5 separate regions of the Mus musculus genome follow, and regions 2, 3, 4 and 5 are each linked to region 1. The links are chromatin contacts, called in public HiChIP or PLAC-seq, Micro-C and promoter capture Hi-C maps. All regions are on one chromosome and are shown on one strand. Each heading gives the region's core, a stretch centred on a gene start, on an enhancer-like site or on the middle of the called end of the contact. The rest is flanking DNA. Distances are from core to core; before and after follow the strand shown.

Evidence for each region. Promoter capture Hi-C pulls out the DNA fragments that hold promoters and counts their contacts. Hi-C and Micro-C count contacts between places; a contact is called where the count stands out from the background. HiChIP or PLAC-seq counts read pairs in DNA pulled down with a chosen protein or histone mark. Capture Hi-C pulls out chosen DNA fragments and counts their contacts.
Region 2: a Micro-C map of the G1E-ER4 cell line shows a contact between it and region 1, with 5 times the contacts expected there. The contact joins the enhancer-like site here to the promoter of Cdkn1a in region 1. A contact is called at or near these places in 3 of 39 promoter capture datasets (embryonic stem cells, liver and neural stem cells), 2 of 15 datasets of contacts at CTCF or cohesin (large pre-B cells and pro-B cells), 8 of 484 Hi-C or Micro-C datasets (B cells, the G1E-ER4 cell line, Th1 cells and 4 more), 13 of 115 datasets of contacts at active chromatin or transcription factors (the NIH/3T3 cell line, bone marrow-derived dendritic cells, bone marrow-derived macrophages and 9 more) and 2 of 9 other capture datasets (liver and pancreatic islet).
Region 3: a contact with region 1 is called in a promoter capture Hi-C map of liver. The contact joins the promoter of Pim1 here to the promoter of Cdkn1a in region 1. A contact is called at or near these places in 1 of 39 promoter capture datasets (liver), 11 of 484 Hi-C or Micro-C datasets (CD4 T cells, the G1E-ER4 cell line, LSK cells and 7 more), 12 of 115 datasets of contacts at active chromatin or transcription factors (CD8 T cells, the SCID.adh cell line, T-cell acute lymphoblastic leukemia and 5 more) and 2 of 9 other capture datasets (adipose tissue and liver).
Region 4: a contact with region 1 is called in an HNF4G HiChIP or PLAC-seq map of pancreatic cancer cells. The contact joins the enhancer-like site here to the promoter of Cdkn1a in region 1. A contact is called at or near these places in 3 of 39 promoter capture datasets (the C10 cell line, hippocampal neurons and liver), 1 of 15 datasets of contacts at CTCF or cohesin (the NIH/3T3 cell line), 9 of 115 datasets of contacts at active chromatin or transcription factors (CD8 T cells, the HPC-7 cell line, bone marrow-derived dendritic cells and 5 more) and 1 of 9 other capture datasets (liver).
Region 5: a promoter capture Hi-C map of liver shows a contact between it and region 1, with 2.2 times the contacts expected there. The contact joins the promoter of Fgd2 here to the promoter of Cdkn1a in region 1. A contact is called at or near these places in 12 of 39 promoter capture datasets (3T3-L1-derived adipocytes, the C10 cell line, the HPC-7 cell line and 7 more), 5 of 484 Hi-C or Micro-C datasets (cerebellar granule neurons, group 2 innate lymphoid cells, pro-B cells and 1 more), 6 of 115 datasets of contacts at active chromatin or transcription factors (the HPC-7 cell line, bone marrow-derived dendritic cells, embryonic hindbrain and 3 more) and 3 of 9 other capture datasets (adipose tissue, liver and pancreatic islet).

Annotation. Positions count from the first base shown.
Region 1 is chr17:29,091,454-29,096,750 of GRCm38.p6, forward strand. Cdkn1a (cyclin-dependent kinase inhibitor 1A (P21)) reads left to right here and starts at 2,316. Exons shown (of 3, transcript NM_007669.5): 1 at 2,316-2,408.
Region 2 is chr17:29,512,573-29,517,869 of GRCm38.p6, forward strand. No RefSeq gene overlaps it. Among named protein-coding and RNA genes, the nearest start is that of Gm26885, 24 kb to the left of the region's middle. Within about 2 kb of position 2,044, at least 61 of the 459 cell types and tissues checked have an H3K27ac peak or open chromatin away from gene starts, as enhancers often do. A contact at or near this core is called in B cells, the G1E-ER4 cell line, Th1 cells and 4 more, where this site is marked.
Region 3 is chr17:29,487,496-29,492,792 of GRCm38.p6, forward strand. Pim1 (proviral integration site 1) reads left to right here and starts at 3,290. Exons shown (of 6, transcript NM_008842.4): 1 at 3,290-3,730; 2 at 3,830-3,936; 3 at 4,025-4,075; 4 at 4,170-4,536. The coding sequence starts at 3,649. Gm26885 (predicted gene, 26885) reads right to left here and starts at 4,049. Exons shown (of 4, transcript NR_168683.1): 1 at 3,682-4,049.
Region 4 is chr17:29,395,879-29,401,175 of GRCm38.p6, forward strand. No RefSeq gene overlaps it. Among named protein-coding and RNA genes, the nearest start is that of Gm36199, 36 kb to the right of the region's middle. Within about 2 kb of position 2,448, at least 179 of the 459 cell types and tissues checked have an H3K27ac peak or open chromatin away from gene starts, as enhancers often do. A contact at or near this core is called in CD8 T cells, the HPC-7 cell line, bone marrow-derived dendritic cells and 4 more, where this site is marked.
Region 5 is chr17:29,358,344-29,363,640 of GRCm38.p6, forward strand. Fgd2 (FYVE, RhoGEF and PH domain containing 2) reads left to right here and starts at 2,571. Exons shown (of 16, transcript NM_013710.4): 1 at 2,571-2,814. The coding sequence starts at 2,750.

The DNA of each region.
Region 1 (5,297 bases), core at 1,066-3,565:
TTCAGTATAAGCCTTTATTCAAGCTGTTTTCTCCCAAAGTAAACAGACAGACAATGTCACTTCTATCTGAGAAGCCTGGAGGCCAAGGGGATTTGGGCAGTTTTGACATCCTGTGCTGGCCCCTGACAGCCCAGCCCTGGGATGGACGACTTGGATGCAGGGACTGGACCGTTCAGGAGCTGGGGCATTGTGGGAGTGGCCATTATGTCTGTCCTGGTTTGGGGGTCTGAAGGGGGTCCTTCAACTGTGTTTCTGAACAGGATGAGGCTTTTGAGGGGGGTTGGGAAGGTGGCCAAGCCCTTCCCAGACTTCCACCCCCCATCACAGAAGAGGAGGCCTGTCTAGGTCAGCTAAATCCGAGGAGGAAGACTGGGCATGTCTGGGCAGCGATCTCTAGACATCGGAGAGCAGATGTCAGAACTCACAGCTTCTCCAAAGCAGGATTTTGATCTTTTAACTAAAGATATCCGTTCAAACTAAGACTCCAGTCTCTGCTTTATTTAAAATTTTTGTTTGTGTTTGTTTTGAGAGAGAGAGGAATTTGTTTTTGTTTTAGAGGCAGGATGTCATGTAACCTTGATGAATTATTGGTCCTCCTGTTTCTGTCTCCTGAGTGCCGGGATTACAGATGTATGCCGCTATCATCTAGATGATGCCTTACTAGGGATCCAACTCCTGGCTTCATACATGTTAGGCAAGCGCTATATTAACGGAGCTACATCCCTTTTTGGATGCATGGTGATCTCAGATAGCTCAGGCTAGCCTTGAGCTCCAAATCCCCCCTGCCTCCCAAGTACCGTGATTTCAGGCATGTACCTCTATGCTTAGCTGAGATGGTGGTCTTGCTATGTAGCCCATGTGACCAGGCTGGATCGTGTAACAAGACTGAAGAAAACCCCCTTCTGCTGGGTGTGATGGCTCAGACCTGTAGTCTTAACTCTAAGCAAGGAAGTTAAGGCAGGAAGATTGCCTTGAATATGAGGGCCACCCTGGGCTACATAGCGAGGCCTCGTCTCAAAAGACCCCAAACAGAAGGAAATAAAACTGACTAGAGACATGGAGGAAGGTGGGAACGGAGAATGTCTTACTGCTATGTCTGTCAGGAACATCCGTAGATGTTTCTAGAATTGTCCTTTATCAATGTCATTTTAGTGGACTGTCTGGATCTTGGGAGGGGGAGTATTAGACATTTCCCTCATTTTGGACCCAGAGAAAGAAATCTGCAAGCAGAGTACTCTGGGCAGCTTGCCAGAGGTCAGCAGGTAGCCATTAGTGTGGTCCCAGTCAGGTCTTGATGCTCTCACTTGCAGGATGTATTATGGTGTGAGAAATGTTCACATGCTGGCTTCTGAAGAGGGGAGAGGGGAGGTAAGGAGCCTGGCGGCTGTTTTTCTTGGTAGTCCGTGGTCTGAGAACTGGACTCAATCTCCCCGATTTCTGAGGCGGTTGACAGCATCCTTTCCTTCTGTGGAACTGCTTTCCTCGTCTGTGAGACAGGGAGGAAATGATCGCGTTCTGGACCCGATGTCCGAGGGGCTTCTGGGAGGAGGGGGAAAAAAATCTCCAGACATAGTGGGACTTCTTGGGATTTTAAACTATTTTTTATTATTTATGGGCTTGTTTTGTTTTTGAGAGGGTCTCAATGGATAGCCCAGGCTGGTCTTGAACCTGTAACGCCCCTCGTGCCTCAATCTCCCAAGTATAGGATTCCAGGCTTTTGCTATCATACTCAAATGATCAATTTATTTATATTTGAAACAGTGTCACATATTTCAAGTTGGTCTCCATCGGAATAGGTAGCTGTCAAAACGACCTTGAATGCCTATTTCCCCCTCCTCACCCCCCACTGGGCGCTGTTATTACAGACGTGACCCCGCATGCCCAGTTTATGGGGCCCTGGAGCTCCAACCCAGGGCTTCACTTCCAGCAAGTTAGGCAAACACTGTACCAACAGACCCACCTCCCGAAACCCAGGATTTTATTTACTAATATCAGTGATCTGGAAAAGAGTTAGTCCTTCCCACAGTTGGTCAGGGACAGACCCATAAACACTCACTCAGCTCTAACTGTACTGTTGTTCATAGATGTATGTGGCTCTGCTGGTGCGCTGCGTGACAAGAGAATAGCCCAGGTGTGGGGGAGGGGAGGGCGCGCCCTCTTAACGCGCGCCGGTTCTAGCTGTCTGGCGCGGGCTTAGATTCCCAGAGGGGAGGGCGGGCCAGCGAGTCCCCGGGATCGGTGAAGGAGTGGGTTGGTCCTGCCTCTGAGGGGGCGGGGCCTGGGCCGACGCTATAAGGAGGCAGCTCGACGCCAACTGCAGCAGCCGAGAGGTGTGAGCCGCCGCGGTGTCAGAGTCTAGGGGAATTGGAGTCAGGCGCAGATCCACAGCGATATCCAGACATTCAGAGGTGAGAGCTTCGTGGCAGGGAACAATAGTTCTTCCCCGTAGCAATGCGCTGAGCCCAGTGGGTGTCCCCAGAAGTGTGTGTGTGTGTGTGTGTGTGTGTGTGTGGTGATGAGTGGATCACCTGTGTGTGTATATGTGTATTTGTGCGTGCCCGCCAGAGTCACAGGTGTGTCCGCGGCAGGTGGATGACGGGTGTGGGTCTGAGCGTCCGTGGTGGCTGAAGGCTTCGTTTGTTGGAGTGTGACGAGGGTCAGGCTATGTCGCGGACTCGGCATACAGAGTCTGAACTCCAGGACCACGGATGGCAGCCACTCTTCCAGTCCTTGGAGACCGGGTCCGAGCGATGGCTGGCGGGGATCGGCTACCGGGAGCTCGCTTCTGGTTGCCAATGTTTCTAGGGATTCCAGGTGCGGCTCGCCCAAAGCGTGAGAATGAAGCTCACGGTGCCCCGAGATGGGTCCTGGGTGGCGGTTGTGACAAGCTTCGGCGAGTCTATCTAGAGCTTAGCGCAGAGCGGTTCTCCGATCCCATGGGTGCCGCCGGATCCCCGGTCCTTGTGAACCAAGTGCCCTGTTTCGCGGTAGCCACCACCCCACTGGGCTCTGAGGTCAGCGCGAGCTGTGTCCTCCGCCCTCGGGATCGTGCCTGGGCACGTCCTAGAGGACAGGCGAGGAGGTGACTCATTGTGACAAGGAGACCCCGGGCACTGGATTGAGACCAGAATCGCGCCACAACTGGGGATGGGTCAGTGGCAGCCCAGAAGCCCCTTTCCCTGCCCGGGTACAGCCTCGTTCCTGCCCCGTCCCCTCCCCCGCGCGGCACAGTGACCTATTTGGCGGGCACAGTATGTTCCCAGGGAACCCGGGACACGGGGAGGTCCAGGACGCGGTGTCCGGTCCCCGCTCGGCGGCGCGCCCTCGGGGACAGGGAGTCTGGGCGGGTCCTGTCCACCCTGCCAGCCCGGGAAGCGCAAAGGGTCCCACCCACCGCGCCCACCACGACCCGGACCAGTGACCGTGGGGCGCGAGAGGAGCCCGCACTGTAGAGCGGCCGGTATCCTCGCGGAGTGAGGCTTACGGGTGCCGTACATCAGACGCCCCGGGGCTGGGGCCCTCGACCCAGTCCACACCCAGTGTAGGAAGGTGACCAGGCTGAGTGCGCCCACTAGGGCACATCCATTCCACTCGGAACCTCCGGGGACAAGGGCTACACTTGCACCCTGGTCGTGCGGGAAATACTTTGGGCTTGGGTTTGGCATTTGGGGGCGCGCTGGCAGCTTCCTCTGTCCCCTACGTCGCGTTTCAGAGAGGACACTCAGGCGGTTTTTTGTTGTCCTCGCCCTCATCTATTTTTATTTTCCAGGGATCTGACTCATCGCGTGCTTTGGGCGTGGAGATCAAGGTGGAGGGGGCCAGAGCTAAGAGCACTTTCTTTGCTCTCGAGTGTCCGTGCGTGCGTGTGTGCGTGCGTGCGTATGTGTGTGTGTGTGTGTGTCTGTGTACGTGCGTGTGTGTGTGTGTGTGTATGCGTGCGCGCGCGCGCGCTCAGTCTGGTTTCCCAACATAGGCGGGAATTTAGGAAGCCTGGGCTCATCGTGACGTGTTTTGTGGCCCGGGGTCCCCCTCCTTTCCTCTCCTCTCTCCACCCCAGGGTGACGCGCAGCTCCGGTGCCCAAGCAGTTTTGGCGGGCGGGCAGCGCCGGGCAGGAAACTGACTCACCACTCCTTGCTCGGCCTACGCGCCGCCTACCGAGCGCCATTTCCTGAGTGCACAGCGCCCCCTACCGGCATCAGTGAGGACTGCAAGGCCGGCTAGGCGCGGGTGGCACCACGGGCTTCTGCCACCCCCACCGCGGCTTAAAGGGAATTAAAATATGCCTGATGGCCAGATACAAGTGATTTTAGCAGGGTGTGCTAGCGGACTATTAGGGAGGCGTGGCCCTTGAGAGACAAGGTGGAGATCGTGCCCCTCTTGGGTTCCTGGTCTTATCTTCAGCTATGAAAAACTGGGGACTATCCAGCCTTAGCCGAGTCCATTGGTGTCTTCCCTTCCTTCCTCTGGCCCCTGTGAGCTACCGTCTGGGGAAGGGCACCAAACTTGTTTTTCGGCTCAGTTTGTCTGGGGAAATGAGCCAATCTATATTTCTATATCTATATAGATCTCTCTCTCTGTCTCTGTGTGTGTGTGAAAGAGAGACAGAGACAGAGAGACAAGCTTACAAAATGGCCCCAGCTACCAGTACTATATAGACAGGCTGGCCCAGTGGCCTGGAACTCATAAGGATCACGTGCCTCTGGTGGAGTGCTGGGATTAAAGACTCTCCCCATAACATGGAGCTCAGTCTATATTTAATAAAAAAGCTTTTCCAGCTGATTTTAATGGAGTCCTCTGGTCATGCCCCTCAAGGTGAGAAGACGAGAGAATGATCAATACTAGACCAAAAGGGTCTGAATTCAAACCCCGCTTGTGAGCCCTGTGCCTTTGGACACACATTCTGAACCTGGATTAGCTCTGCCGTAAAAGAATGTGATATTGCCATCTATTAACGATAGCTTTTGGTGGCTTACAACTGCAATCCCAGCACACTAGAGGCAGAGGCAGGAGGATGACTGAGTTGTACTAAAGGATGTGAATAGGCCCCAAGCTCTACCTGTAGGCAGAGGCCATCTGAGGTCCTTTAGGCCTCTGAGGTCTGCACCTTGAGAATCCTTTTGCGGGCAGTGGGAATCCTTGTTAGACCTGTGTTTCGGTTGGTTGGTGTTTAGCCAGGCTCTCACTATGCACACCAGGATGGCCTTCAACTCACAGACATTTTGCCTCTGCCTCCCGAGTGCTGTGTTTTGGGAATTGGCTGTTTTACTTATTTATGGAAGCCACAATGCTGGCCACG
Region 2 (5,297 bases), core at 794-3,293, 420 kb after region 1:
TCCTTGGAGTAGACAAGCGCGTTCATTTGTTTTGAGTCTGGGTCTCTGTGTAGTCCTGGCTGTCCCCGAACTCTCCATGGGGATCAGGCTGACCTACCTTTGTGGCTTGAGCCCTAGAGTGAAAGGCCTGTGCCACTATACCCGTCCCCAACAGTAAGCCTCATAAATAGACTTTGCATTAAAATGTAAAATTACGGCTGGGCGTGGTGGTGCACGCCTTTAATCCCAGCACTCTGGAGGCAGAGGCAGGTGAATTTCTGAGTTCGAGACCAGCCTGGTCTACAGAGTGAGTTCCAGGACAGCCAGAGCTATACAGAGAAACCCTGTCTCGAAAAACCAAAAACCAACCAACCAAACAAAAAAGATAAAATTACACTCATTTACTCATGAGTGCGAATGTATGGATGTGGGCTGGCCATCCACCGTGAGAGGGCTGGGGTCAGAGGGCAACCTGTGGGAATCGATTCTCTCCTCTGACCCTCACCTTGTAAGCGACCGCTTATCTCTTTGCTAGGCTCTGTTTGTTCCCAGGGCATAGGTACTGACCTGCTCTTGCTGAGCTCCGTGACCGGTGGACCGGTCTTAGTGGAAGCAGTTACATAAACAAAGTGGATTTCAGAGAGGTCAAAACCGAAGGGATGGGGGAGGGCTTGGGTCATCAGTGCAGAGTGAAGCCCAGGGGAGGTGGGACTGAGGCCTGGGGACTGAAGCCAGGGGAGGAAGGGTGGTAGAAAGGGAAGAAGCAGGAGCCAGCTAGATTGGAGTCCGTGAGCCAAGAGCGACACTTGTTGGCCGAAGAGGGGGTAGCCACCTGTGACAGGCTGCGGAGATGGGGTGGGGCTGGAGAGGTCAGGAGTAGAAGTGGGAGGGCCTCCCTAACAGAAGCAGCCTTAGTGGAAGTGTGAAGGCTTCCCCAGAAGGTGATAGAGTGGAGAATATGGGAGGCACATGGGGCTGGAGAGATGGCTCAGCGGTTAAGAGCACTGACTGCTCTTTCAGAGGTCCTGAGTTCAATTCCCAGCAACCACATGGCGGCTCACAACCATCTATAACGGGATTGGAAGCCCTCTTCTCTTCTTTCTGAAGAGAGCAACAGTGTACTCACATACATAAAATAAATCTTAAAAAGAAAAGAAAATGGGAGACACACACCTTCACAGGCCAAGGCAGGTGAATGAATCTCTGTAGGTTCGAGGCCAGCCTGGTCTACAGAGAGAGTCCCAGGATAGCCAAGGCTACACAGCTCATTTTTGTATACTGAACCTTAGAGTTTCCCACACCAAGTACCTTCTAGTGTCTCTTTAAAAAGCTAAACATATCTATTTATTTTTTTCCTAAGATTTATTTATTATTATATCTAAGTACACTGTAGCTGTCTTCAGACACACCAGAAGAGGGCATCAGATCTTATTAAGGATGGTTGTGAGCCACCATGTAGTTGCTGGGATTTGAACTCATGACCTCTGGAAGAGTAGTCAGTGCTCTTACCCGCTGAGCATCTCCAGCCCCCATCTATTTATTCTTATTATTACTGTGTGTGTGTATAGGCACATGGGTGCTATGGTGTGTGTGTGTGTGTGTGTGTGTGTGTGTGTGTGTGTGTGTGTGCGTGTGTGCCTGTGTGTACATGTCAAAGGACAGCTTTAGGATGAGGTTTCCAGGGTTGAACTCAGGCTGCCTGGACCCTGCAGCAAACACTTTTAATCTGAGGAGCCATCTTTTGTGCTTTCGGGCCCAGCCATCTTTTTGCTTTTTATTTTGTTATACAGTCTCACCAAATTGCTGGAGTTCGAATTCCGGTAGGCCTGGAACTTTTTGACCCTCCTGCCTTAGGGTCGTCAGCTGGTGGAATGACCCGCTTACACCTGGCCCGGCTCAAGTTTCTCTTAATCGAGTTTATTTCTGGTTTCCAGCCTCCTCACTTCTGCTGTGACTGGGCTGAAGACACCGGGGCAGGGATTAAATCCTGTTGTAGGTTTCAATACTGTTTGTAGAATCTTGTTTTGGCCGGCAGTGCTAACTGGAAACTTGTCGCCGATTGCCACCTAGTGGTCATTTGAAGAACTGCCCCAGGTCCAAATGAATTTCTCGCAGTTTATTGGGAAAAGGAGTTAGACTGCTCGCTATTCTGAATTCGGTGAGTACACAGTAGGAGGAGTGTTCAGGGCTGGGAGGAATGTGATTCAAACGAATAGTGTTGGGGAGAATGGCTCGGTGGGTAAGAGCTGCCAAAGCATGTGACCCTGAGTTCAGATCACAGAAGCCAGTCTGGAGCATGGTGTGCACCTGGAATCCCGGTACTGAGGCCGGAGGATTTCTGAGGTTTTTAGACAGCTTAGGCAGTGTAGCCAGGCAATAGCAAACTCCAGTCTGGTGTAGGAGAGACCATCTTGAGGGGATAAAGAAGAGTGATCATGGACATCTGACATCTGCCTCTGGCCCCCATGCACAGCCCCACGGGGACGAACAGATCTCCACTCCCAGACACTTCTTTTACTTCACTTTATTTTTTGAGACACGGTCTTATAGGTCTAATGTAGACTAGGACTCTTTCTGTAGACAAGGTTATCTTCTAACGCACAGACATTGGACTTCCTCAGCCTCCCAGTGCCGAGACAGTGCCGAGACAGAACGTGAACCCCACCGTATCTGGCTTCAAACACTTTTGTTTTGTTGTTCCTACACAGCATATGGTCTCAAGCAGCCCAGGCTAGCCCGAAACATGAACATACAGATGGGGAAGAGTTTGAACTCCTGATCCCATACCTCCAATCACCAAACACAGTTTCCAGGCCCACACCACCACCATGCCAATGTTTAGAAGGCTACTTATTTGTTCATTTGTTTATGTACGTAGTTTTCTGAGACAAGGTTTAAAGGTACTAGATAGGATATAAGGTAACCCTACTATCCCACTCTCCATTGAGGCTGCTGCATATTAGGAGTTAAGAAGTGTATAGAAAGCCGGGCGTGGTGGCCCACGCCTTTAATCCCAGCACTCGGGAGGCAGAGGCAGGAGGATTTCTGAGTTCGAGGCCAGCCTGGTCTACAAAGTGAGCTCCAGGACAGCCAGGGCTATACAGAGAAACCCTGTCTCGAAAAAAACAAAAAACAAACAAACAAAAAAAAAAACCAAAACAAAACAAAAAAAACCAAGAAGTGTATAGAAGGGTTGGAGAGATGGCTCAGTGGTTAAGAGCACTAACTGGTTTTCCAGAGGTTCTGAGTTCAATTCCCAGCCGCAACATGGTGGCTCACAACCATCTGTAATGAGATCTGAGGCCTTCTTCTGGCCTGCAGGCTTACATGCAGGCAGGATGCTGTATATATAATAAATAAATAATTAAAAAAAATTTATTTAGCCGGGCAGTGGTGGCACACGCCTTTAATCCCAGCACTCGGGAGGCAGAGGCAGGCGGATTTCTGTGTTCGAGGCCAGCCTGGGCTACGGAGTGAGTTCCAGGACAGCCAGGACTACACAGAGAAACCCTGTCTCAAAAAAAAATTATTTATTTATTATATGTAAGTACACTGTAGCTGTCCTCAGATATTCCAGAAGAGGGCATCAGATTTCATTACGGATGGTTGTGAGCCACCATGTGGTTGCTGGGAATTGAACTCAGGACCTCTGGGAGAGCGGTCAGTACTCTCAACCACTGAGCCATCTTGCCAGCCCTAAATAAATAAATCTTTAAAAAAATAAAATAAAATATATGGGGCTGGAGAGATGGCTCAGTGGTTGAGAATACTGACCGCTCTTCCAGAGGTCCTGAGTTCAATTCCCAGCAACCACATGGTGGCTCACAGCTATCTGGAATGGGATCTGATGTGATGCCCTCTTCTGGTATGTCTGAAGACAGCAACAATGTACTCATATAAATGAAATAAATAAATCTTTAAAAAAATATGGAAGGTACTAGATAGGACATGCTGCTGCTTCTTCAGGAGCTCAGCCAGTGTGACCTAAGTCCTGCTTTTATATGTGGCCTGGCCATGTCACTTCCTCTAGTACTCTGTAGCACTGCATGCAAGGCCGACCTGTAAGGACAGTGGGTATAAGACTATAACATTACACTTGGGTGTGAAACACAGGCCACAGGAGTGGTTCCTTGCTGATGATAGGTGCACACCAGCTCTCAGCAGTGAGCTTTTACATACTCTTTCCTTGGAGGCCTGGAGAGATGGCTCACTGGCTAAGAGCACACATTGTTCTTACAGAAACCAAATTTGGTTCCCTGCACCTAACCCTGGTGTTTCACAACCACCCAGAACTCAGCTCCAGGGACTCCAACAGCCTCTTCTGGCCTTCCTGGGAACCTGGACTCATGTGTTCAAACCCGAGTGCACACGATTTAAAAAAAAATAGAGATAACTTTTTAAAGCAGGTTGAGGTGGCACATGCCTTCAGTCCCAGCACTCAGGAGGCAGAAGTAGGTAGATTTTTGTAAGTTCCCGGACAGCCTGGTCTACATAAGTTTCAGGCTAGCTGGGGCTACATAGTGATATCCCAATTCAACCAGCATTTGTTTGTTTATTTGTTTGTTGATAAATGACTTTTAGAAAAACACTAAGTTGAGTGTTTTTCCAGCATGAATAGAACCCTAAGTCTGAGCCTTTAGCACTCGGGAGGCAGAGGCAGGCAGATTTCTGAGTTCGAGGCCAGCCTGGGCTACAGAGTGAGTTCCAGGACAGACAGAGGTAGAGATGGTAGATACACAGAGAAACCCTGTCTAGAAAAAAACCAAAAACCAACCAACCAAACAAAAAAACCTTGTGAAGACTCGATGCTCCAATGTAGGGGAATGTCAGGTCAGGGAAGCAAGAGTGGGTGGGTTGGTGAACAGGGGAGGTGATGGGGGAAACCAGGAAAGGAGATGACATTTGAAATGTAAATAAATAAAATATCTAATAAAGAAGAAAAAAATTAAAAAAAAATAGAGGAGACAAGGCCTGGGAAATGGCAGAGTAGGTGAAGGGCTGGCCTCAAAAGCTTGCAGACCTGTGTCTGGGTCCACAGAACCTGAGTAGAAGCCAGGCCTGTAGCCTGTGGCACACATCTGTAATATCGGCTGAGATCCCAGCACTCTCATGGCAAGATGGAGGTGGTGGGGCAGAGACAGGAGAATCCTGGAAGCCGTGGGCCAGTTCACTTGGTGATGCAACTGCAGCAAAGACCTACAGGCAGAAGCTGAGGACCAACCTCCACACACATGGCCCCGCGGTCTGCACTCACGTGCATGAGTGTGCACTGTCACATAAACAGCACCAAGTTCAAAATGAACGGACCATAGAGGGGA
Region 3 (5,297 bases), core at 2,040-4,539, 400 kb after region 1:
TATCTGCACCCATGTTACAGCTTAGGAAGAAAGGCTGAGTAACTTAGCCGGTTTCATAACCACCAGGTACCTCTTCTCAGTCCCGAAAGCTTCCTTAATGGAATCTTCTGGTTTATTTATTTCTCACCTTTGGCCTTATTTTTTCCTGTGCTCACTTAAATATCCTGGTTGCTGTTGTTGTTGTTGTTTTGTCTGCTTGGGTTTTTTTTTCTTCCCTTGTTGATCATGAACCCCAGGCATGCTAGATGACTATCTGATCATTGAGCTACATCCTCAGCCATAAGGCTTTTCCTTTTGACATATGGTCTTGGTTACACCACTGTCTGGCTTCACTATACTGCTCAGTTTGGCAGTCCTCCTGTTTCAGCCTTCCAAATATTAGAATGACAAGGATGACCCACTACATCAGGTTCATGAATTGCTGTTAAGTGTTCTTTACGTTGGGTCATCTCCCATCAGAAACGGTTGGATAAAGGGTGGTTGTGCTTGCAGTGTGGGCAAGAGGGAAGGCAGAAGCAAACGATCCATGAATTTGAGAACTGTCCTGGCTTTGGCATGCACAGTGAGATTGTATATTAAGAAGCAGAAAAAGGGGGCTGGTGAGATGGCTCAGTGGGTAAGAGCACCCGACTGCTCTTCTGAAGGTCCGGAGTTCAAATCCCAGCAACCACATGGTGGCTCACAACCATCCGTAATGTGATCTGACTCCCTCTTCTGGAGTGTCTGAAGACAGCTACAGTGTACTTACATTAAATAAATAAATAAATAAATCTGTTTAAAAAAAAAAAAAAAAAAAAAAAAAAAAAAAAAAGAAGCAGAAAAAGGAAACAAAGCAGGTAGACAGTATAAATCAACGAAGAGATAGCATACAGAAAGTCTTCTTGTTTTAAGGCAGGATCTTTTGTGTCTCTGACTGACTTTGAACTTTGACCTGACTCTACCTCCTTTGTCCTGGGATCAAAGTACCATTTATGCAGTGCCCAGGGATCAAACCTAGGATTTTCTTCTGTATGCCAAGCAAGGACCCTACCAACCGAGCAGCATCCCCAGCCCAGAAAGATTTTTTTTTCTTTGTAAGAACCCCACATGACCATCAGATGGGTGGCAGTGAACGAAGGCTTAGAATTTGTTCAGCAAAAAAATGTGGAAATACACGCGCCTTGTTCAGAACGCAAGGCTTTGAATAAGCGACAGGACTGGAGTGTATGTAGGTTGGTGACAGGGTGCATGTGTAAGACCCTGGATTGATTTCCCAACATCAGACACATTCCGAGAAGAGGACAGGGCACTTTGGACAGGTGGACTTAGTTTTCAGAGGCACAAAGTCTGGAATGTGCTGGGAGATTGAAAACAAGTGGAAATAGTCCTGTTTGGACAGAGCTGAGGGCCTGATAGAGAACTGGAGGTAGTTGTACTGGTGTTTAACACATATTTATTTATAGACAGAGTTTCTCTTTGTAGACAAGGCTGGCCTGGTTAGAATGTTGTGGTTTTAACGTTGGGCACCACTCTAGGCATACCTGTTTTCTGATTGCCTGCTCAATACCAGTGCCATAGATGTTTTTAGGCTGATTAAAGGGAGAGCTCTGAACCCTCAGGAGCAGAATTTGGGCCATTCTCTCTGCTGTCGTATGACCCTGTGTCATCCCAGTGACGAGTCATTTTCCTATCTGCAAAAAAGGAAGTAATTCTCCTTCCCCTGGGTTTTTCTCCTTTCGTCATCAGAAATGAATGAGTTAGTCCACAGAACACAAACAAAGGGAAATATGTAATGTTTTGTAAGAGGCATCCATAAAAGTTATGGAGTCTCTGGGCATCTTTATAAGCAGCATGGAAAACTTGTAAAGGAAGCATTTAAACGCGTGCGCTAATGACTACATCCACAACAGGCTCGTTCCTCCTTTAAAGATCTCTCAGACCTAAGAACAACAACAAAAATAACGAACAAGGGGTGTAGCTGGCTGTCCATGACTCTGGCCACCAGTATCTCAGTTTATATGGATTACACAGAATGAGAGTTTACCCATTTCCACACGTCGTTATCAACTCTCCATGAAGTTCAAAAGGACAAAAGATGAAAGCGGACTCGGCTAGCTTTCCGTGGTATTTCCACGTGCATGTGGGGACTTTCCTTTGAGACAAGGCTGGGGTGGGGGCCAATAATATCTGGTATCGCCTGACTGCTAATACCAAGCTGATGAGAAGGTAACTACCGCAACAACCTCTGATTAAACCCAGCGGCACCCTCCCACCCTCGCCCGCGATCAGGAATTTTCCTGCTCCTCCCGCCCTCTCAGAAGGGGCTGAGGCAGCATTTGGCAAGAGAAAGCTAACGTTTGTGTCGTGATTTCCTCTCTCAGGCGCTCGGACATGGACCGAGGGGATCAGGTACCCCGGGTCCCTTCTAATTCTCTCTGCATTTCTAAATTGAGAATCTTTGTCACCGGCTCCTCGCATCCCAGGTCTCCCCCACTTTTCCTCGCAGGCCTGTGACTGGCCTCGGTGTGCAAAATGCCGGTGACTCACGTCTTGCACAGCCTTCGCCCCCAAAAACACAATCATCACCCCCAGGATCTAGCCCACATAACATCGTCAACCCGCCCCAGCAGCCTTGGAGGTCTCCGGGCTGAGTCACACCAGAGGACCACCCTGGTCGGCATCCACACACACGCGGTCCCTACTCATGGCTTCCGCGCCCGCCACACCAACGCCCTTCCATTTCTCACAACTTGCTACGCTCCAGCTCCAATCCTCGACCCCCCTCCACAACCCAAATCTCCGGGAAACACAGAGCCGGCAGAGCTGGCCTCGGGCGGCCTTTGATGGCTTTGTTATTGTTTGGGTTTGAATCGATACGCCCCTCCCCATCCTTCCTCCCCCGCCCGCGCGCGCCACCCAGCTCCCGCCTCCCTGCACGCCCAGCGCCCCTCCCCCTCCGTTTTGGCGCCTTTTCCTTCCCGCCACGTCGTGGCGGCGTTAGCGACCATTCTGACCGCGAGGCGAGAGGCGGGGCCCGCAACGCCTTATGCAAATAGGGCGTCTTCTGGTTGGCTGAAGCCGCGCCCGAGGGCGGGGCCGGGGAGAGGGGTGTAGCCGCGAGGGGGCGGAGCGGAGGGGAGCGGCCCTGGTCCCGCCGCCTCCCCGCCCCCTCTCCGCCCTCCGCCGCCGAGCCAGCCCGGCTCCCCACCTCGGCCTCCCGGAGAGGCCCCGCCCCGTCCCCGCCCGCCGCGCGCGCCCTCCCCAGCGGCGCGCTCCGCCCCTTTACTCCTGGCGGCGGGGCGAGCCGGGCGTCTGCAGCAGCGGCCGTGGCGGCGGAGGAGGCTGGAGGGGAGTCGGCAGTGCCGGCGGCGGGATCGGCAGTAGCAGCAGCAGCAGCAGTCACAGTCAGCAGCAGCCCTGGGTCCCGCAGCGCCTCTCGCCCTGCCGCCTCCCGCACTGCCTGACCCAGCCGGCGAACCCGCCCGCGGCCAGCCCCGCCAGCGCCCTCAGTCGTCCTCCGACTCGCCCTCGGCCTTGCGCGCCAGCCGCAGCCAGAGCCGCAACGCCACCCGCAGTCTGAGTCCCGGCCGTCGGCTCAGCCCCAGCTCGCTCCGCCGCCGCTGCTGCTCGTCCCGGCACCGGCGCCGCACCGACACCCTGGAGGTGGGGATGCTCCTGTCCAAGATCAACTCCCTGGCCCACCTGCGCGCCGCGCCCTGCAACGACCTGCACGCCACCAAGCTGGCGCCGGGTGAGTGTCCCCACCCCACCCTGGGCGCGCGGGTCGTTGGGACGCCGGGAGACCCCCGCGTGGGTCGAGCGCGCTGAGTGTCCCGTGCCTCTTTCCTAGGCAAAGAGAAGGAGCCCCTGGAGTCGCAGTACCAGGTGGGCCCGCTGTTGGGCAGCGGTGGCTTCGGCTCGGTCTACTCTGGCATCCGCGTCGCCGACAACTTGCCGGTGAGTGGGCAACGCCGCCTCGGGGAGGGCGCGCGGAGGGATGCTTTGAGCAGGAGGGTCTGATGGAGACTCGGGGGTCTTCTTCCAGGTGGCCATTAAGCACGTGGAGAAGGACCGGATTTCCGATTGGGGAGAACTGGTGAGTGAGCCGGAGCCAGAGACCCTCTCATGGGTGGGTGGGTGGCGACGGGCGTGCCGGAACCGGCGCGCTAACCCTCGCCCTCACTCTGCAGCCCAATGGCACCCGAGTGCCCATGGAAGTGGTCCTGTTGAAGAAGGTGAGCTCGGACTTCTCGGGCGTCATTAGACTTCTGGACTGGTTCGAGAGGCCCGATAGTTTCGTGCTGATCCTGGAGAGGCCCGAACCGGTGCAAGACCTCTTCGACTTTATCACCGAACGAGGAGCCCTACAGGAGGACCTGGCCCGAGGATTCTTCTGGCAGGTGCTGGAGGCCGTGCGGCATTGCCACAACTGCGGGGTTCTCCACCGCGACATCAAGGACGAGAACATCTTAATCGACCTGAGCCGCGGCGAAATCAAACTCATCGACTTCGGGTCGGGGGCGCTGCTCAAGGACACAGTCTACACGGACTTTGATGGTGAGCCAGGCCCCGGGGAGGGAGCTGCCCAAGGTGCCGGCCTGGAAGCCTCTGGCGGCCTCGGCTCCGGCCCTTTGTAAAGGTCATTGGGCCGCCTGGCTCAGAGCTGGCAGGGGTGGGGCAGAGGCGAGCTTCCCGGCATAGTACAGCCGGGGATTTCGAGCTGGTTGAACGAACCTGCAACATTTCTGGCGTGATTGGGGTTTTGTTGTTGTTGTTGTTTTTGTTGTTGCTGCTGGTGTTTGCTTGTTTTTCTTTTCAGCAGGAATTTATTAAATTCCATGCTTTCCCGGTGAATAAGAGGTCGTGGGTAGCCGGCTGTAGCCCAGATTTCTAAAGTATGACCCACTTTTCCCTCCAGTAGGAGGTGGAGCCGTTGGTGGCGGGAGACATTGGTGCTGATTTTTTTCTTTTTCTTTTTCTTTTTTTTTTTTTTTCTTTTGTAGTTTTGTTTTGTGGGGGAGTTTTAAGGTAGTTCTTAGAACTGCAGGGTTTTGTTTTGTTTTGTTTTGTTTTGCTTTTGAGGGTAAAGGAATAAGAGCCGCGGTTTCACCCCACTTGGGGGTGTTGTGGGGTGACGAGGCCTGGAATGAATGTTGTGAAATAAGATCTGTTGCTGGTTTGAAAATTAGTTGGGAGTCTCCGCTGGGAGGATGAAAACCTATCTACCATAGGGAGGGGCTTGGATCGCGTTCTTTCAGCAGTGGAGGGCAGGAATAGTAGATCAAAGCGCGAGGGTGGGTCACGATCCGAGTGGCTCA
Region 4 (5,297 bases), core at 1,198-3,697, 300 kb after region 1:
GGGTGTGGTGGCGCATGCCTTTAATCCCAGCACTTGGGAGGCAGAGGCAGGCAGATTTCTGAGTTCGAGGCCAGCCTGGTCTACAGAGTGAGTTCCAGGACAGCCAGGGCGATACAGAGAAACCCTGTCTCGAAACACCCCTCCCCCCAAAAAAGCTGGGTTTTGGAATCTCATACACCCCAGAGTGGTCATAGCCTAGGGTACCTGGGAGGCCACATGCTACTATTTGCCCTGCATTCTAGAGCGGACACAGACCTCTCTCTGGGAATCAAGGGTTGCCTACCTTAGACTCATGCAAGGACAGCTGCTACAGCTCTGTGTGTGTGTGTGTGTGTGTGTGTGTTTCTGTGAACAATCATATCTAACTAATGCCAAGCCCTCAAAGGGATCCTGAGTCCTTCGCTTCCAACTAGGATAAAGGAATCCTGTGACCCAGAATCTGCAGATAGCAAGATCCCTTCATGGTGACTGTCTTCCCAGCTCTTGGAAGGAGAAGTGGTGTGTGTGGAGGGGGGGGGGCGTTGGCTATCTGGTAAGTCCCTATGTGATAAATAAATAAATAGCTTAGGCAGCTGAGTTTGATGTGTGGAGTTTGCATGGTGGAAGAACCACTCCCCTAGCAAACAAGTCTGGTAGCGCATGGCACACAAGCACACACACACATACACACACCACCATCACCACCACCACCACCACCACCACCACCAAATTTGGTGACTGCACACTTCAAACCCTCTCAGCCCTTCGTGGAAGCAGACCAGTTCAAGGCCATCCTTAGCTACAGGGAGAGTTGGCCACCAGCCTAGTAGTTTGTGCCACATGAGACTATGTATCAAAATCAACAACAAAACAAACAAAAAAAAATCTTTTCTAGACAGATTTCTAGCGTCAGCCCAAATGAGAGATTGGCTACATCCAGAATCCATTTCATGCCAACCTGAGATCACCTATCATTTTGCCTGAAGTCTCACGGGTGGCACCCAGTGTGGGCCTGGCATAGCGCCATACTGATGAGGAAATACATAGATAAGGGGAAGAGTGTAGTTCTGTCTCCAAGGCCTTGGCACTGAGAGTGCCACCTGCCCACAGGCTCAGACAGCCACGTGTGGACATGAGCACCTGCCATAGTCCTCCTGAGTATGGTGTCTCCCGGGTCCTTTCGGTTGTTCCTTGACACCAGCAGTGCTACTTTCTGGCCAGCAGGTGGTGCTGTGTGCCTCTGCTGCAGGCTGGTCCAGCCTTAAAGTCTCCCTTGCTGTCAGGAATAGAGAGGACTGAGCTGGCACAGAGCCCACAGGGTATCTGGGCTGCTTGGGGGCTCCTGGACGGAGGTGGGAGGATGGGGTAGGGCAGGCCATTCTGGTTTTCCTATCAAACAACCAGGGGTCTGGTGCCTCCCATCCCAAACGCCGATTAAGCCATGTTAGTCTAAAGCCAGACCTGAGGGGACCCAACAGGACCTCTTAAGTTTTGGGCAGCTCTGGGCACAGAGGTTAAGGAGCATGGCCTCAGAATCCTATTGCTGGCTCTGCTTGTTTGTGTGTATTTTTAATTACTGTCTGTGTATTGTTGTTGTTGTGATTGTTATTATTATTATTATTAATGAAAGAGGGTCATGATAATCCCTAAAGTGAGGTTGTGGTATTCAATTGTGGGGTAGGTACTCTTGAATGGTCCTGTATCCCTCAGAAGTTGGAGACAGACTTAAGAGTCATCAATCAGTTCCTAAACCTGCCAGCGCTATATGAGAACCAGAGTCAAAAAAGAGGCTCAGGGAGAGGCTGGTCTATACTTAAAAGCACTTCTACTCTGGTTTGGGTCCCAGTATCCACGTGGTGACTAACAATAGCTTGTAACTCCAATCCCAAGGGATCTGACACCTTCTGACCTCCATTAGCTCCGGCATGTGTGTCGTTCACATGCACACACACACACACACACACACACAATCACATAAATAATCTTAGCTTTTTTCTTTAAGTTAAAACGGGGGCGGGGCGGGGTGGGGGGAGGGATGCTGTCTGGCTTGTTAGATTTCATCTGAGCAGCCTCACCTCCCAAGCTGCAGGTTGGCTGCATCTGGGGTGGAGTGTGTGCGTTTGTGTTTCCATCCAGTTCCTGGGTGGCCCTGGTGCTGCTGTGATTCTGGCGGACCCGGGTGAGAACCACAGGAGGCTAACAGTCCCAGGAAAGCCAGGGTTTTGCACCAGGCAAACAGCAGTCGCCTCCAGCGAGGAGCGGATGGAGGCCAAGGAGACAGATGGGCACACCCCAGGGCAGCAAGGGTCCCTGGGGAGGAGACACCTCCCCCCTCCACCAGGAGCCTGGGCGGAAGGAAATGGAGGAGGGTCGATCACCCTTTCCCGCCACATCTGTCAGCATGGCCAGCCCCGCCCCCTACGGGCCCTGCAGGGAAGAGGTGGACCCAGGCGCGGGCCCAGGCAGATGGCCGGCCTCTTCGATCCACGTGGCTGCAGCGTTTCCCTGGAACGGGCGGGTGGATCAGTTCCCCCTATCAGCCTGGGCCTTTGCTTCTGGGAATTCACGTTTCCTTTCTCTTTCCTTTCCCTTTTCAATATTAGACTTTAAACAGATTATCATTAAAAACAGTGCAAGGCCGACGATACAGCGCGCCGCAGTGCAAGTCGGAAAAGTTAAAAAAAGAAGAAGAACAAGAAAAAGAAAAAAGGTGATATTAACACCCCAAACCAGTGTTTGGTGAATAATCACTTCAGGACCGGGCCAGTAGCTCCGTGGCAGGGAGCGTGCCTGGTATTCAAAAGGCTGAGGTTAAACCCCTGCAGTAAACAAAACTCGCTGGGGGTTCTTTGAGACACAGTCCCAGTAATTAGACTAGCTTGGGACTTCCGACCCTCTGGCCCACACCTTAAATGCTGGGATCCGTATTCACCACCAATACTGGGTTCACTTGGCAAGGGGTCTGCCATCTGGACTTCATGCATGCTAACCAGCAGCCATACCTGCAGTCCTTCATGCACATACCCGGGGGTGTTTGTTCGTTGGATCGAACTCGGGCTTGGTGGCAAAAAGCCTTACCTGCCTTACCCGCTGAGCCATCTTGCCAGCCCCTTTTTGCCCTTTTTTGGGGTACTTTTGAGACAAGGTCTCACTCCATAGCTCTGACTGCCCTGGAATTTGCTCTAAAGATCAAGAGACCCTCCAACCTGTCATCCTCCTGCTCCTGCCTCCGGAATTACAGCGATCCCACGTGTGCGATACCTGGCGATAACATTAATAAAGTTCATTTGCTTTTCCCTGCCTATGTGTCTGCCTGGCACGGGACATTAAATCCAATTGCTATTGCAGAGTGAGCATGGACCTTTGACATTACGATACATAGGAAAACTAAGGTGAAGGCCCACACAGTGACCCTAGCGAGATAGGAGAAAGCGTCAGCCAGCGGGATTTACACCCCTTCCTGCTTCAGACTTGCAGGCTCATTATTTATTTATTTAGCTTCTCTAAATAACCCCAGGGAAGGGCTGTAGGCCTTAAGTGCTGCCTTGCATTTCAGAAGGCTCGCCCCAGGGAACTTCCTAGAAAGGGACTCACTGGGTCAAAGGGCATGGGGGTGTGAATACTCGGTGTGTTTAAACAAACTGCTTTCTGAAGAGGTTGCACAGGTTGACGTGGGGGTGGGAGGGGCAGTGATGGCGGCTTGCAGGTGCCGAATGGTACCAAACCCTGCCTGTGAAATACAAGGAAGATACTTAAGGACCCACATACACACACACACACACACACACACACACACACACACACACACACACACGGCAATCACCCGGCACAGGCCACCCAGATGCACACCAAAGCATGCGGCGCTGCCCTTCTGCTTGGGAAGCCAAGGTTGCTCAGGTCCTGTTTCATGTCCAGTCTGCATACAAACAGGACTTCAAAACACACCCTATAAGTATCCCCCACCCCACCTCATAGCCCCTTTCCATCTCCCCCAACCCCATCCCTTGCCTCCTTGGCAGGTCCCCAACTCGACCGGCCAGGAAGCAGGGTGTGGTGGTGCTGAGTGCTGTCAGTCCTAGAACCCTGAGTTACAGGCCAGCCTGGTCTACATAGCAAGAGCCAGGCCCGCAACATATGTCTCGAAACAAAACTAAAAAAAGAGTCTCGGCCAGGGTGGCTCACTCCTGTAATCTCAGGAGCTGATTTCGAGACCTGGGGGGGGGGGGTACTGTGAGTTGGAGGCCAGCCCGGGCTACAGAATTAAATCCCCCCACCCCCAAAAGACCAAGCAAGGAGCCACATGCTCATAACCTTAACATTTGAGAGATGGAGGCAGAGAACTCAGGAATTCAAGGCCTTTCTTGCTCGCATACCAGGTTTGAGGTCAGACTAAACAAGAGCAGGGAGATGGTTCTGTCTGTAGAGTATTCGCCTCTAAGCAGGAAGGTCTGACTTCCATTCCTGGAACTCACAGGAAAAGTTAGGCATGGAGACGTCAGAGCTTGGGAGGGACCCCCATCAGGATTCTTGTGACTCAGTGGTAAGCCAGTCTAGCCTAATCAGTCAAGGAGAGACCCTGCCTGCCAATAAACAAACAAACAAACAAACACAAACCTCATGTTAGGTCACTCCCTTTTAAATCTAAGCACTAGAGATCAGAGGCAGGTGTATGAGGCTATGAGTTTGAGGCCAGCCTGGTCTACGTAGACCTTCTCTCAAAACAAAAACAAAAACAAAACAAAACCAAAAAAACCCTTGGATTGGCTCAGATCAATACTCAGTTCAAAGCCGCTCATGCCTCCTGCCCCCCAAGCCTTTAGGGTCTCCCCAGTTTTCTTTGCTTCCTTCTCATCTCCTCTGCTCCTTGACTTCTCTGAATACCACCAACCCCATTCGTGCCTCAGGATCTCTCTCTGAAAACATGTGACCCCCCCCCCACCCCCCGCCAGACATACACTGGTCTCCCTGCCCAGATGGCAGGAATCCTCCTGTCTGCCCCATCTCGCAGAGCACTGGCAGCCTCACTCCCTTACATCCTGTATGGTTCTGCAGATGCCCCCATTACAGTGTCCCCTGCCTTCCCTGTTAAGAGGAACCCCTCCCACCCCCTACCACCCGATGGATGTAGGCCTCCAAAGAGTGGTTATCTGCTGGGGCTTGGAGGCGGCCATTGTCTGGATCCAACTCACAGTTGCTTAGGTGGGGTTGTCTTGTACTTGTGGCCACAGAGTGGCAGGATCTGCCACTTTATACTATTGAAGCAGTGGGTGAGTCTTTTGACCTCTTTGAGCCTTGATGGTGTCATTCATTAAATGGGT
Region 5 (5,297 bases), core at 1,321-3,820, 270 kb after region 1:
CGCCCTCTTCTGGAGTGTCTGAAGACAGCTACAGTGTACATATATAATAAATAAATAAATAAATCTTAAAAAAAAAAACGAGTGTTACTTTAGTAATTGTGTAGGTATGTGTCCATTTACATGAGTGTGTGTTGATACTTAAGAGTCCCCTGGGTTTGTTTGTTTGTTTGTTTGTTTTGGTTTTTCGAGACAGGGTTTCTCTGTTGTAGCCCTGGCTGTCCTGGATCTCCCCTGGGTTTTTAAATACATACAGAAATAATGTCATTTGGCATTTGGGGTTTGCTTAATCAGGACACAGAAGGGAAATCGAAAGAGCCACACATAGGTGGGGAATGAACTCTGGTGTGGACTGAGAGGGCTCATGGGGGTGAATTATTCTATTCTGTCTACCCTCGTGTATGTTCTTCATTTTTTTATGACAAAAAGTGCAAGGGGATCTAAGGTATGTTCTTCATTTTTTTATGACAAAAAGTGCAAGGGGATCTAAGGACGATGCTCAGTTGGTAGAGAGCCTGGCCGGCTCTGCATCCTCAGCATGGCATAAAACTAGCATTGTGGGGCTGGAGAGATGGCTCAGCAGTTAAGAGCACTTGCTCCTCTTGCAGAGGCCCTGCATTTGGGATTAGTGAGACTTAGTCCTCAGGACTGGGCTGGCCTCTGGTGGCAAACACAGCTGGGGGGTGGGGGAGCTCAGAGGTGCAGGGTTGCTGGGCAGGAGGCTCCAGGCTCACAGCTACCACAGCAGAAACTCTGCCAGGCACTTTGGGCTCCAGGATGGCTCACACTTGATCCGAGGACAAAGACTAGCTTCAGTGGAGGGTCCTGGCTCAGGATCCATGGGAGAGCAATGAATGAATGGCTTTCCAGCTTGAATGAGCAGAGCAGAGGCGCTGGTCACGTGTTCTAGAAACCCTGAGTGACCAAGAGGCAGATTTCCCTAGGGTGCTGTGATCAGGGGACCCTGAGGATGGAGTGCATGGAGGTCACCCTCCAGGTTCCCTGGGTCTTTGCTGGAGTCATAGGACACTTACCTGGGCTTCAGAAATGGCAGTTCTTCCCCTGTTCTTCCTGGGTGACCTCAGTCAGGTGTCTTGACTTCCATTGGCCTCCATTTCTGATAAGGGAGCACACTGTGTAACACAGCTATGGGAGTGAAAGAGAGGAGACTTGTTAGCTCTAACCCATAGGGGCTCTCCAACCCGGGCCACTAGAGAAATATCAACATCATTAAGACAAAAGCATCCAAAGAGGTGTTGGGGACCACAGGACCCCTTCCTGCATATCCTCACAGTCTGTGGGGTTTTTTGTTTTGTTTGCCCTATTTTTCTTTTTTTTTTTTTTTCCGGACAGGGTTTCTCTGTGTAGCCCCAGCTGTCTTAAAAGTTACTCTGGAGCTGGGCGTGGTGGCGCTCGCCTTTAATCCCAGCACTTGGGAGGCAGAGACAGGTGGATTTCTGAGTTCGAGGCCAGCCTGGTCTACAAAGTGAGTTCCAGAGCAGTCAGGGCTACAGAGAAACCCTGTCTTGAAAAAAAAAAAAAAAGTTACTCTGTAGACCAAGTGGGCATCAAACTCAGAGATCTGCCTGCCTCTGCCTCCCGAGTGCTGGGACTAAAGGTGTGTGCCACCACCAGTTCAGCTTTAGATGTTTTTTTTAGGGTAGGAGTACAAGAGATACAGTGTGTGTGGGTTGGAGCCCAGAGGCAACCTGAAAGAGTCTGCATTTTGGGTGGAGAATTGGTTCAGAGGTTAAGAGAACTTAGAAAGGACCTAGGTCCCATTCCCACAACACCCTCTTCTGACCATTGTGGGTACCAGGCACGAATGTGGTATAATAGACTCACACAGGCCAAACACTCATACACATAAAAAATAAAAGTAAATAAAAAGAAAGGAAAAGTCTATTTTTTTTCCACCATGTGGGGCTCCAGGGTTAGACTCAAGCTGCCAGGCTTGGCTACAAGTACTCTTACCCCTGAACCATCTCAAAGCCCACCCCATCCGACCCCATTTTTTTTTTTGAGACAGGTCTCACGTAGCCGAATCTGGTCTTATACTCATTACGTTGTCAAGGAAGAACTTGGACTTCTCCTCTCAAGTGGGTGCCATGGGCATGTGCCATGATACCCAGTTCTACAGTGCTGAGGATAAAGCCCTGGGCTTCCCGCATGCCAAGCAAGCATTCTCTATCAGCTGAGCTACATCCCCAACCCTGTGGTCCATTTTAATTTAAAAGCTGTTTTTCCATCAGCAGTGCACAGCGCCAGATGCAAGGAAGATGCTGAGAATGGTACTAAGTAAAACATCCCTGAGCCGTCCCCTTTCCCCCCATGCAGAGAATTGGATATCCAGGAAGCTGCTCATCCCAGGATCCGGCTCCAGAAACGTCCTGTGACCACTGTTGCCACAGCCCGTGCCTTCTCTAACAGGACTGGGTAGAAGTATCTGAGAGGTAAAGGTCAGATGCCAAGAGGGCCGGGCAGTACTTCACAGGCTCCTCCCACAGCAAGGAGAGTTTGACAGGCTCCTCCCACAGTAGGGAGTGCTGGCCTCTCTTCCAAGCTACTGGGACCACTTCCTCTTTTTTCACTCTGAAGATAGGAACTGCCCCAAGGCAGTCAGAAGCGATGGGCAGATTCCAGGCTGTGGTAGACCTGCTTCACCCGCTGGCCAGGGAGTGCTGAGGGCACCAGCCTATTGCCTCCCTCCCTGCTTCTGGGGTAACTGAGGACCACCTTGCAGGCTAGCAGGATGGAGCGAGCCTGTGAGAAGCAGGACTCAGTGTGCAACCTGGTGGCTGTGTTTGAGAACAACAGGTACAGATGGTGGGGGAGGGGTCGAGCCCTTCTATCTGATCTGGTACTTTGGGGCAGCACCTGGGGTCCCTCCATCCTGGGTGCCTGGCAGTACAGGCAACCACTGCTCTTGTGGTAGTAAGCTGGACAGGGTGAGCATGGGAGATCTCCAATCCATGCACACACACATCCCACTCACACCAGGACACAAATGGGAACAGGAAGGCGGGACACAGATGGAATGTGGCTGACTGGGACAAAGCAGAGCCATGCTCACCAGGCCTCTCTCCTAAGTTCCTTTCTATACCTCAGGGCTTACTCTGATGGCCCTAGGGTGTGACTTGTTTGGTTCCCATCATAGGGAGAACAGAAGAGGGGACACAGGAACTAGCTTCTTTGAATTTTGGGGCTGTGCTGGCACTTGTGTCTGAAGGGAAAAGACAAAGCCAGGAGTGGGAGGGGTCCTGAGTGGCCTTGGAGGGGCGTGAGTGTGAGACATGAAACCGCTTTGCAGGCCTGTGGTTTGGGAGTGCCTTTGGTCCTCTGGAAGCAGATAGAGGTTGGCCTCAGGAGGCTTAGGGGGAAGCTGTGGGGACCTGAGAGACGAGGGGAGGAGGGGCAGGTGGAGGGAGGGGCTGAGCCCTGGATTGTTGTAGAGGGTTCCAGAACCCGGGTACACCACAGTGAGTCCCCATGCCTTCAGCAGCTAGATGCTGGGTAAAGCAGCACTCTTACATGAAGATAAGGAGTCTGCCACCAGAGTCCCCAGCCCTCGGGAGCCACAAGAACAAAGCTTAGTGCCTAGAGTTCTGTGGAGGATGCAGGGGTAGATTTCTACTTGTGATACAAAGTTCCGTCCTTCTGAGACACCAGGCCACAGGCTTTAGATGCCCTGGGAAGGCCTCCACGCTGTGTTGTGGGCCTGCAGGCCATGCACAGGAGGTGCCTGGGGCCTCCACGTGGAAGCCCACATTCACCCCTGCAGAAGTTTCACTTCCTGGGTGAGCAGCCTGACTCTGCCTCTCCAGGAGCTTGGCTGAGTGCATCCTATTCAGCACCTGGGACAGCTCATTCCCACCGCCCTCTTGGCCCACCACACTCATGCTGGAGGGGGCGTAGGCTCATGTAGATGCCAGCCCTTGGGCTACTGAGTGGTGTCTGGCTGCACCTTGCAGGTAGAGTAGCCATACAGAGGAGTGGGTCACTAGAAGCGTGGTCAGGAGTGTGAGAGTCAGGCTCTGAGCAAGGGGACCATGCAGGCGTCTCTCTGTGGAGCCCTTGGTGCCTAGCTGATCTGAAACTGAGGGCTAGAGAGGAAACAGGCACAGGCCTGAGTGCTTAGAAATGCAGAAGCTGAAACCAAATGTACAGGAGAAAAACCTGAGACTCAGCACCCTCTCACCCAACCCCCTCTCCCTGGCTGCAGGCCCTGAGGCCAAGGAACTCCATTTTCTATGTCTGGAATGGGCCACCTCGGTCCTTCTTCCTACACCAGGCCCTGTGACCAGGACAATCACCTCAGCTCTCTGGGTCTCTCTGTCCTTGACATCAAGAGGAAAGACAGCTTAGCATGGAGGTTTGGATGTCAGCTGCCCCTACCTGCCCCACTTTCAGGTTCCCATCCTTTCTGCCTCAGTCTCCACATCTGCAGCATGGACGCAGGGACATTCTTTCTCATCGGGTTTGGAGGCTCGGTACCTGTCTGGCCTCCGTTTCCCTGTCTGTCTTTCTCGAGGGGATGCCTACCCAGCGCTGTCACCCTGGCTATCTCCCTGCACATGCCTGGCTCTGGCAGTGTGGGTTTCTCTGGCCTACAAAGGACTGGTAAATGCTGCACAGCAAAACTGTCCTGTGAGGGCTGAACCTGGGGAACAGGGACCCTGCTCTGCAGGATGGCTTTGTCCCCTGGTAATTGTGTGAAGGCCATAGGCATCCCTGAAAAGGCCCAGTTTCAGCATCTGAGTCCCTGCTCTGAATTACTCTCTGGCGCCCACCTTCCCTTGATGTATCGGGAGAGATACAGAGATGAAAGCAAGGGGGAAGAACATAGGTGGGCGTGATCCTGAGGGAGCCCCTGAAAGATCTGTGTGCCAAAGGAGGGGTTCTCTCTAGATGTGTTTGCATTTGAAACAGGGAAGTATGTAGTTCCCCAGAGAATAAAATAGGCCATAATGACTCATTTAGGGACTGATGGAGTTCCCTCCCAGAGGACACTCAGAAGGATGCTGGTGGCACCTGGGACGTGGCTCTGTTGGTAGAGCACTTGCTTATCGTGCACAAAACCCTGCCGCCCCCCGCACCCCCCTGGCCACACCATGTAAGCCAGACGTAGTGGTTCATGCATGTGATCCTAGCACCAGAAGTCCAAGGTCGTCTTCCACTATAAAGGGGTCAAGGCTAGCCTGTGGTACTTGAGTCTCTGGCTCAAAAAAAAGGGAGGAGGAAGGGGGCTGAGGAAGATTCATAAGCTTTGACAGGTTCCTACACTGTGCCAGGCACTTGGG